Regions from separate parts of the Sus scrofa genome. Here all the other regions are linked to region 2. The links are chromatin contacts, called in public HiChIP or PLAC-seq maps. All regions are on one chromosome and are shown on one strand. The core of a region is the stretch at or near the end of the contact, and the rest is flanking DNA. Distances in the headings are between cores, read along the strand shown.

The links. HiChIP or PLAC-seq counts read pairs in DNA pulled down with a chosen protein or histone mark.
Region 1: an H3K27ac HiChIP or PLAC-seq map of alveolar macrophages shows a contact between it and region 2. The contact joins two enhancer-like sites. A contact is called at or near these places in 1 of 47 Hi-C or Micro-C datasets (embryonic fibroblasts) and 1 of 2 datasets of contacts at active chromatin or transcription factors (alveolar macrophages).
Region 3: a contact with region 2 is called in an H3K27ac HiChIP or PLAC-seq map of alveolar macrophages. The contact joins two enhancer-like sites. A contact is called at or near these places in 1 of 47 Hi-C or Micro-C datasets (embryonic fibroblasts) and 1 of 2 datasets of contacts at active chromatin or transcription factors (alveolar macrophages).

Annotation. Positions count from the first base shown.
Region 1 is chr1:72,123,549-72,126,507 of Sscrofa11.1, forward strand. LOC110260408 (a long non-coding RNA gene) reads right to left here. Exons shown (of 8, transcript XR_002343654.1): 4 at 805-835. Among named protein-coding and RNA genes, the nearest start is that of PRDM1, 180 kb to the right of the region's middle. Within about 2 kb of position 1,498, at least 2 of the 83 cell types and tissues checked have an H3K27ac peak or open chromatin away from gene starts, as enhancers often do. A contact at or near this core is called in alveolar macrophages, where this site is marked.
Region 2 is chr1:71,956,850-71,959,566 of Sscrofa11.1, forward strand. It overlaps a transcript of PREP not described here. Among named protein-coding and RNA genes, the nearest start is that of PREP, 320 kb to the left of the region's middle. Within about 2 kb of position 1,367, at least 1 of the 83 cell types and tissues checked has an H3K27ac peak or open chromatin away from gene starts, as enhancers often do. A contact at or near this core is called in alveolar macrophages, where this site is marked.
Region 3 is chr1:72,098,918-72,101,980 of Sscrofa11.1, forward strand. The region is part of intron 4 of LOC110260408 (a long non-coding RNA gene); the gene reads right to left. Among named protein-coding and RNA genes, the nearest start is that of PRDM1, 210 kb to the right of the region's middle. Within about 2 kb of position 1,319, at least 10 of the 83 cell types and tissues checked have an H3K27ac peak or open chromatin away from gene starts, as enhancers often do. A contact at or near this core is called in alveolar macrophages, where this site is marked.

The DNA.
Region 1 (2,959 bases), core at 248-2,747, 170 kb after region 2:
CTCATCCTGAGTCCTTTCAACTCGTCTTTTTCCCTCCTTCCAGTGGCCATTCCCTATTTCTAGATCAATCTCCCTTCTTTTCCTGAGGCACCTGCTCATGCCGTAGTCCTTAGCTCAATTGCTTCTTCCTTAGGGAACATGCCCTGACCACCCAATGCCACACCCACTTAGTAAAAACTTTCAGATCACTTCACACCTCTCCCAAGTAGCTGGACGAATTGCATCTCCAGGGGATTCCTTATTTGTAAGCTCCATGAAGGCAGGAATGATGTCTGATTTTGCTCATGTTTTGTAATGATATTCCCTAGCACAATGCTTGGGACATAAAAGGTTCTCAATGAGAATTTGAAGAATAAATGTCAACACAGATGTTAGGAGAACAGAAAATTGCCCCTCTCCACAGCCACAGCCTCTGCAGTCCTCACAGGTAGAATCCAGTGACCCAGTCCTCTTGATAATTCATCAAGCTGAAACTCAAAGTCAAAAAAAAGGGGAACTTGGAAAGGCAGGCAAAGCAGGCAGAAGGAGGGGGCTTTCATTGCTGGAGACAGAAACGTCTCTGCAGATGGGCTGGAGGTGGTCAGTGTGGCTGCAGCCTCAAGTTGACACCGACTTCTCCAAAAATACCACCTGCCTCTTAACCCAGACTGGGGTTTATGTAATCACATTTCCCACTTATTACCAACTGCCAAATGTTGAAATTCTCAGAAGCCCCCCCCACCAGCTGCTTTTTTTAAGCCTTAAAAGAAATAATAACTCTAGCCTCTTAAAGAAGAAAAAAAGAAAATGAAGACAAGTTCTTACCAGATCTCTTTTCATACAAATGGGCTCCAACCTAAAAAAAAAAAAAAAAAAAAAAAAAATCTAGCCCTGGCTGAATTTTGATAAGTATAAGCAAGTAATTGCTACATTTCTTCAGGTTAATTTATCCTGAGTTACCTGATTCAAATTTGCACTGAATAAGCCAGCAAATTTCCCAGGATACCAGACGACTGGGTCATGTTTCTAAAGGCAGTAGCTACAGCTGATTTCTCAGTTCCCATAAGTGGCAATTTTAAAGCATATCATCACATTTATTGACATTTTTCCTAGTGACAGGTAAGGTCTATATCCCCTGCTTTTGAATCTGGGAAGTTTGTGACTCAAATGTATACAATAAAACATGATAGAAGTGCAACTGAGTGACTCCAGGGCTTGGTTATGGACAGCAATACAGTTCCACTTTATTCACAGGGATGGTCATTGTGGGAGCCCTGAGCCAGCAGGTAAGAAGTCTGACTCTCTGAGGCTGCCATGCTGTGAGGAAGCCAAGCCACACAGGGAGGCTGCAGGAAGGCACTCCCGTGAGCCATCATGGTCCTCGAGTCCTCTCCCAGGTGCCAGATATGTGAGTGAACAAGTTCTCAGATGACTCTCTTCCCCAGCTGTTGAGGCAACCTCAGACTTTGAAACTTCTCAGCTGAGACCTCACATGTGGGGAGGGGAGGCTCAAACAAGTCACCCTCCACTGTTCCCTTTCTGAATCCCTGCCCCCAAAGCATACAGTTATTGCGTTACACTACTGTGTTTGAGGGGGTGTTTGTTATGTAGCAATGGTAACCGAAACAATATAGAAAAATGGATGTCAAAACAAGTGTCTAGGGAGTTCCCATTGTGGCTCAGCAGGTTATGGACCCAACGTAGTCCCGGTGAGGATGTGGGTTTGATCCTGGCCTTGCTCATTGGGTTACGGATCTGGCACTGCTACAAGTTGCAGTGCAGGTCACAGATGCAGCTTGGATCTGGTATTGCTGTGGCTGTGGCATAGGCCTGCAGCTACAACTCCAATTCAACCCCTAGCCTAGGCACTTCTATATGCCACAGGTACAGCTGTAAAAAAAAAAAAAAAAAAAATACACTCATAAGTGTCTAACTTTTCTCCAGAGGAGTCAACACCCATCAACAGCTTTTAGCTCTGATAAGTCTCTCAGATGTAAACAAGACAAACAAATAAATGCTGGCCCCAACATTTCATGAAAGGATTAGATTGCAAGCATCCAAGCAGAAAGATACTTACCCAGAATGAGAAAAAAATGGTTTTTGGGAAAGGAAGAACTCAATCAATGTTTGATGAATGAATAAAGGAATGGCCCAAAGAACAATGAAATATTTAGGAGAGGATGTAACAGAAGGTGAAGTATCAAAAAAAAAAAAAAAAAAAAGAAGAAGGTGAAGTATCATTTTCCAAGATCAATGGCAACCTTAGCCCCCAGTTCAAAAAAAAAAAAACAGTCCTACAGAAATTCCTAGGGCTTATCCTTGTATTCTCATTCTGTAATATTTAAATGGTATTTATCAGCACATTTTCTGATGCAAAACTGAGCTGGATAACAAACACATTGAATGACAGAGAGAACCAAAATTATTTTGACAAGCTGGAATAATAAAGCAAGATAGGCATAAGTGACTAAAGTTTCCTTATCCCAGAGGGCAACAGAGGAAACCATATCGAGACCTCAGAGTCTTTGGGGGATGGTGTTGGACTCAAACTAAAGCTAATAGGAAGCTATGGAATACTTTAGACTAGGGAAATGCTTCCCATTGTGTTCTGATAAAATACAATGTTTTAGTGAATAAATTCACTATCTCTCTATACGGTGAAGTCAAGGGCAAATAGAAGTCCACTTAGCACCTGGGAAACATTTGCAGTTCCACAACAATGAAAGTACACGGATCTGGGCTGGGATGACCACAGTGAGAGGAAAAGAGGGGGCAAAGATGATTCTGTGGCACAACCAGGAAGACTTGGGCAGCTGGGGGCATATCTAGAGCACAGGTGCAGGAAGAGTCAAAGAAGACTCAGAGGCCTTGAGTGAGAGATCAGTAGAACTGATGGAAACAGAAAAAAGAGAGGAGGAAGCATGCTTGGAGAAAGAGGAAAGGAGCTCCGTAGGGACCTAAGGCCTTTGAAATAGTGCTA
Region 2 (2,717 bases), core at 117-2,616:
GATCCAGTACTCAGAGGATTGGATGGATTCAGGTTGCCTTTAGAAAGTGAAAGAAGAGTTGAAAAAATCACCAAATACATTAGCTATAGAAACAGCAGAGATGAAAGTCAGGGGGCCGTGGCAGGGGGTGGTTGAAAGCTCAATGGAAAGCAGGTAAAATTTTATTACAACAAACAGTGAACCTAACAACTCATTTCATTAGAAGGTAATTTTAAGATAATGGATATATTACGGGAAATAATGTTCACAGTCTTATGGACCTGGAGAGAAGGAACTAAGGCCAGGAATAAATAAAAACTAGGGAAACAAACAAAGTCAATGGGAAAGATAGGAAAGGGAAATTTCACCTTCAGACAGCTCTCCCATTTTATTTTCCCTAATGCCAGCCCCAAAACCTTCCTTAAAAAAAAAAAATTGGTATATGGGTACACTTCTTTGTTTTGGTGGATGGTTGGGATTGCTTATGGATTTGTTAGCAGTCATAGCATTTCCTTGTAGGGAGGTTAGAATGTTTGATTGTAAGAAAGAGGCAAGAACGTTGAAAAGTTCCTACTATGTAACAGAAGGACATAAGGCCTGTTAAGGTCTAAGCTGCAGTAAGTGTTTCAATCCTTCTCCCCCATGCCAACTGCCAACAATTAGTTAATTTTATCATACAGACTAGCAGGGGCATCGAGGGAGACTAATAAAAACATTTGTTGAGTTTATTAAGGAGAAAAGGCTTCAGTTACTTTCCCCAAAGCACTGTCATTATAGACCAGTGTCTGCCAGGTCATATAAACAGCTTTACTGTAAAGAATGTTTTCCTTTAAATGGATCTATTGTCATGGGACTTTATCTATCTGAAAAAAACAGAGATTTATCAGTGAAGAATATAAGAATGGGAAGCTTGTGACTTGTTATCCAGAAGAAAAAATTAAAGAGATGTCTTCAATTGGATTAAAATAATCAGGTTAGTTTCAAAACCATAAAGGAAAATGTACAAATCAACAATTTATAGGCATTTTAAAGTTTTTAGTTGCCTGAAATTATCTGAAGCTTAGAAGATGAAACAATTCTAAGACCTTGCCTAATTTTATTAAACATTTATTCAGTCTTATAAAGCATCTTTTATATATTCATGTAACATACAAACACACACACACACATATACATCCTCTCAGTGGCTACTCTTGGGAATGGAAGAATGTAGAAAACAATTCCTATAATCAATTTTTCTGATTTCTTTTGAATTGGGTCTAATATTTGTTCTTTTCTTTTTTGTATAGAGCTCTACCTGCCCAGGAGTCACAGCTCACTTCCAGGGCAGCTCTTTCAATGATGGAAAAGAATCAACAGTGACAGATCCATCCCAAAAGAACTTTCTCATCATCTCTCAGGTCTGGTGGTAAATCCAACCATAGTGACCACATCTACCCACTGGTCTTACTCAGTGGTTATAATGTTTGTGGTGCAATAATTATTATTAATTTGACATGTTTGTATCTTCAAGGTACTCAGGCAATGGCAAATGAACATAAAGCCCCACTCTTTTCTTTAAAGGAATCCAAGATAAGAGCATACTTTACTGGGAACATTATTTCGCTTGTAGAAAGGGAGAATTCCTATATTCTCTGGGGCTTTTGAGGCACTTTTCCTGTGGGCCAGCCACTAGAGGGCCTCGTGATGCTATATACTTTAATATTTTAAATATTGATTACTCTCAAAACACTGCTCTTCATGCTCAGAGTTCTCATTTAAATGGATAAAAATGGAAAGGATAAAAAATTGTCTTCAATTATATCTGCATTTAAAACATTGGGCAGAATTGGAGACAGAGGCTAAAATCCCATCTTGCCAAATCTATTGACTCACACGCCAAGAGAATCCATCTCCTGAAAGAGTGGATATGGCCAACAGAAAATTAGATACTTCACTATGACTCTTGAAAGACATTTATACCCTGTTCTGTCATTTTTTCATCCTAAGCATTATAAGCCAAGAACCAACATTCAACTAATTGCCACTCTGGAGATAGCCATGTTCAAAGTTCAACTTATTATTTCTCAGAAAATGAACAAGGTGATTGCTTCTCCTTCTCCTTCCTTTTTTTTTTTTTTTTTTTGGCTGCACCTGTGACATACAGAAGTTCTCAGGCCAAGGATAAAACCCAAGCCAGAGCAGTGACCCAAGCCACAGCAGTGATTGCTACTTCTTGATATAAGACTTCTGGATGGCAGCCAATGGTTTATCTCTAACCTGCCAGTTTGGGAGAAATTGTTGAGTTATTAAGCTGGGCTTGAATTCGTTAATACAATGATTTCTTGATTTCTTTTACCCAAGTTAAAACATTTGGCAAAAGACATCCAGGACATGTAGCCTTTTGTGGTGCATGAATAGCCTTAACTTAAACATGGACTACAACAAATTATTTTGCCTAATGTGTAATTATTTCTCAACAAACTTGGGCTAATATTGGTTTAACTATGTTTTGTCTATTTCTCTAAAAAATAAGCTTTATTTTTTAGCACAGGTTTAGGTTCAGAGCAAAACTGAGCAGAAAGTACAGAGAGTTCTTATACATCTCCTGTCCCCACACCACCACAGTGGTACATTTGTTCCAGGTGAAGAGCCTACACTGACACATCATTATTGCACAAAGTCCATAGTTCACATTACAGTTCAATCTTGTTGAAACTATGGACTTGACAAATGTGTAGCGGCATGTAGCTACTACC
Region 3 (3,063 bases), core at 69-2,568, 140 kb after region 2:
GCAAAGAGTGAACCAGGATACTAAAAGTGTTCGTGTTCACCTAATTTAAATGAAGCTGCAAATGATTAGAATGAATAAGATTCGCAGTGAACACCTGGCCTAAAGTTAAGAAATTTAGGGGTTTCACAGTATTTGGTTACTCTTTTTTTGTCCAGTTTCCCCTTCAAATTAACTAAAGAACTAAATCAATTTAGGAAAGGTTCTTTTCAAAGTGTTTCTGTACCCACAGTTCTCATCAGTATTAGTAACAACCTTATGAGCACAATCAAATGGGAGCTAAAAATAAAAGGAACACAGTGTAATAAGAATTCACAGGCACATGCTGACCTCTAAGAAGACATAGCTCAACTTGAAACTTTGTCTACACATGACTCCATAGTCGACCCCAAAAAGCCCAGAATTAATTTTAAAGTTTCCTGTCCTCTGGTGTCTTTTTGATAGTTTATGTATCTTATGCTAAATCTTCAAAGTCCATTAAAAGTCCCATCTCTTCCATCAAGCTTTTACTCCTACAGATAACCACCACCCCTCTCTTCTACACACTGCAATTAAACTGAGATTTTTCAACTACCTTAAAGAGTGTTTGTTCTCATAAATGCTGTGTGTTTAGGTCATATTACATTTTTTTAAAACTTGGTATAGCTGTACAGAGCTAGGCACACAGACACACAACAAAAATTTGCTAATCAAATAGAATAATTCTAGATATAGTGACTAAAGAAAAAAGTGACTATTTGCTTGTATGTAGCAGGGTAGGAAGTTTGGGGAGTAAATCAAAATCCCGAACCACAAAGGTGAAGGTTGGAAAATGTTGGATAAAAACAATGAATTATTTTATATCTCAGAAATGTGTGGTGCCATAGATGTTTCTGATAGTATTCAGGCATGAATTTAAGAGGCAGATACGAACACACCCTCCTCTCTGTGGACGCACGGGCCCTAAGGAGAAGGCAATGATCTCTACTCATAAAACAGATTCGGAGCCTAATAGATTCAGCTCAGAGTTACTCTTTTCCAAAGTCAAATGTCAAATCCTTTAACACGGGCCAGTCCTCAGAAACCATAAAATAGCTGTCAGTCTAGCAAATATGATGGAAGAATTTTTAAAGTTCCTGGAATAAACATCACTCTGGGTATATATATATTTTTCTTGTCCTATGGGAAACCAACACAAGACCCAATTTTATTAGAAAACTGTAACGTTCCAAATTTCATCACAGTCAGTTCATCCTTAGCACACAGACAAGTCCCATGCACCTCACCCCACCACCTCTACTCCACAGTTCCCAGTGATAGAAAAAAAAAAAAAAAAAAAAAGAACTTCACCCAAGGTCTGCTGACGTCAATGGGTGCTTGCGTGCAAAGACAGTCTTGTGGATGGATTGAAGACAGCAGTGTTGTAACTTTTCTTAAGGCCTCAGTTATTCAAAGAAACCTCGCTTCTAAAGGGAAGTGTCAGAAAGTCCAGAACTCTATTTCAAGGAAAAAAGCAAGTAAATCTTAAAATAACTGAACGAGTTTCAAACTATATTCTTAAACTGAAAGTTTACATTCACATCTTGACATTGTCCTAAACCTCATAGCAATAAAAAATGGTAATCACATCTTCTTAGAGGGGAAAAAAAAGAAGCATGAATAAGAATAGAATCACAAGGATTCACAATTTTTTCTTATCTAGGACTTTTTTTTTGTTTCTTCAACATTTTACTTATGCAAAATACCATCTATGAATCCAAGTTCTCATAGAGTTTTCTGACTAATCAGAAAATTAGTGCTGGACATTCAGATATCCACAAAGAGCCACTTGCTCAAAAGAATAAATTAACACTTATTAAGAAATTAAAATGTCACATTTGTGCTGCATGGTGGGGGATGGTGTGAATCTGAGAAAACTGAATTAGAGAGAGACATTCTTGCTCTCAAACTCTCACAATCTACTGAGAGGGACAGGTATATATTCTGCCTTCTTGTTAATTCAAAAAACATTTGCTACCAACCAGACATATGTTATGAAATCATTGAATAAGGATTTAAACATCAATTGACCAATAAAAGGCAATGACAAGTACAGTCAATCTTATGTTCATTCTAAGATACATGAGCAGAGGTTGGTGGTATCAGGGGCCACGGTGGGTTGCCCACGAGAAAATACTTTATTTAGCTCATTCTTAAGACTGCTTATTTCTTACACTATACACTCTCATAGACAATGGGCTAAGAAAATATTTCTGTGACTTGAAATTATTCTCATCTACAAAACACTGTCAACTGTAACTTTAAAATAAAAGTGTAGTTCTTTTTCAATTTCTATATGAAAAGGAATCCTTTCATTCCAGGAAAGACAGTGTTACCCAAATGAATCACAAAATTGTTGCTTTGACACACTTCCAGATTTGTGGTTGTTAAAAACAACTTTCAAGCAGAAAATGCTGTCTAATTGTCAAGCAGCTTATTCCTCCGAGTCTCTTCTGAAAGGCTGGGTACAGATCAGCTGACAAGTTATTTAAATTCATTTCAGTTCCATAAACCATGTGTAAAGATCTGTTTTCAGGGCTGAAGTAACACCAAAAAAATGAAGACAGAGCCTCCGCCCCCATGGACTCACTTCTACACAGAACCACGCTCGTGCCCCCACGCAGCCAGAACACAACAGCCAATCTGGCTACATTAGCCTCGCTAGCTTGCTTTTTTCATGCATAAAAAAATGCCATTAGAAGAGGATGTGGATGGGGGTGGGGAGGCTGTGCTTGTGCGAGGACTTAGGGGAAATCTCTACATTCAGCTCAATTTTGCTGGCAGCCTAAAACTGCTCCCCAAAGTACATTCTGTTTTTAAAATGCCATTAAATGAGAGAAGTGTTTTATTCAGTATTTGGATTTTATTTTACTATTTTTGTCTTAAAGGATTCCCTCACCTCACTAGGTGTTACCTTTTCTCTCCACTCTCGGAGAGTTTTTCTAGAACTGTCACCAGACTTTGGCCTTCTCTCCCTTCCGGCTCATTTGTGTTCAGGGAAATGCTATTGTCTGTGTGTCCACGGTGTATTTCCTTACTAGAACATAA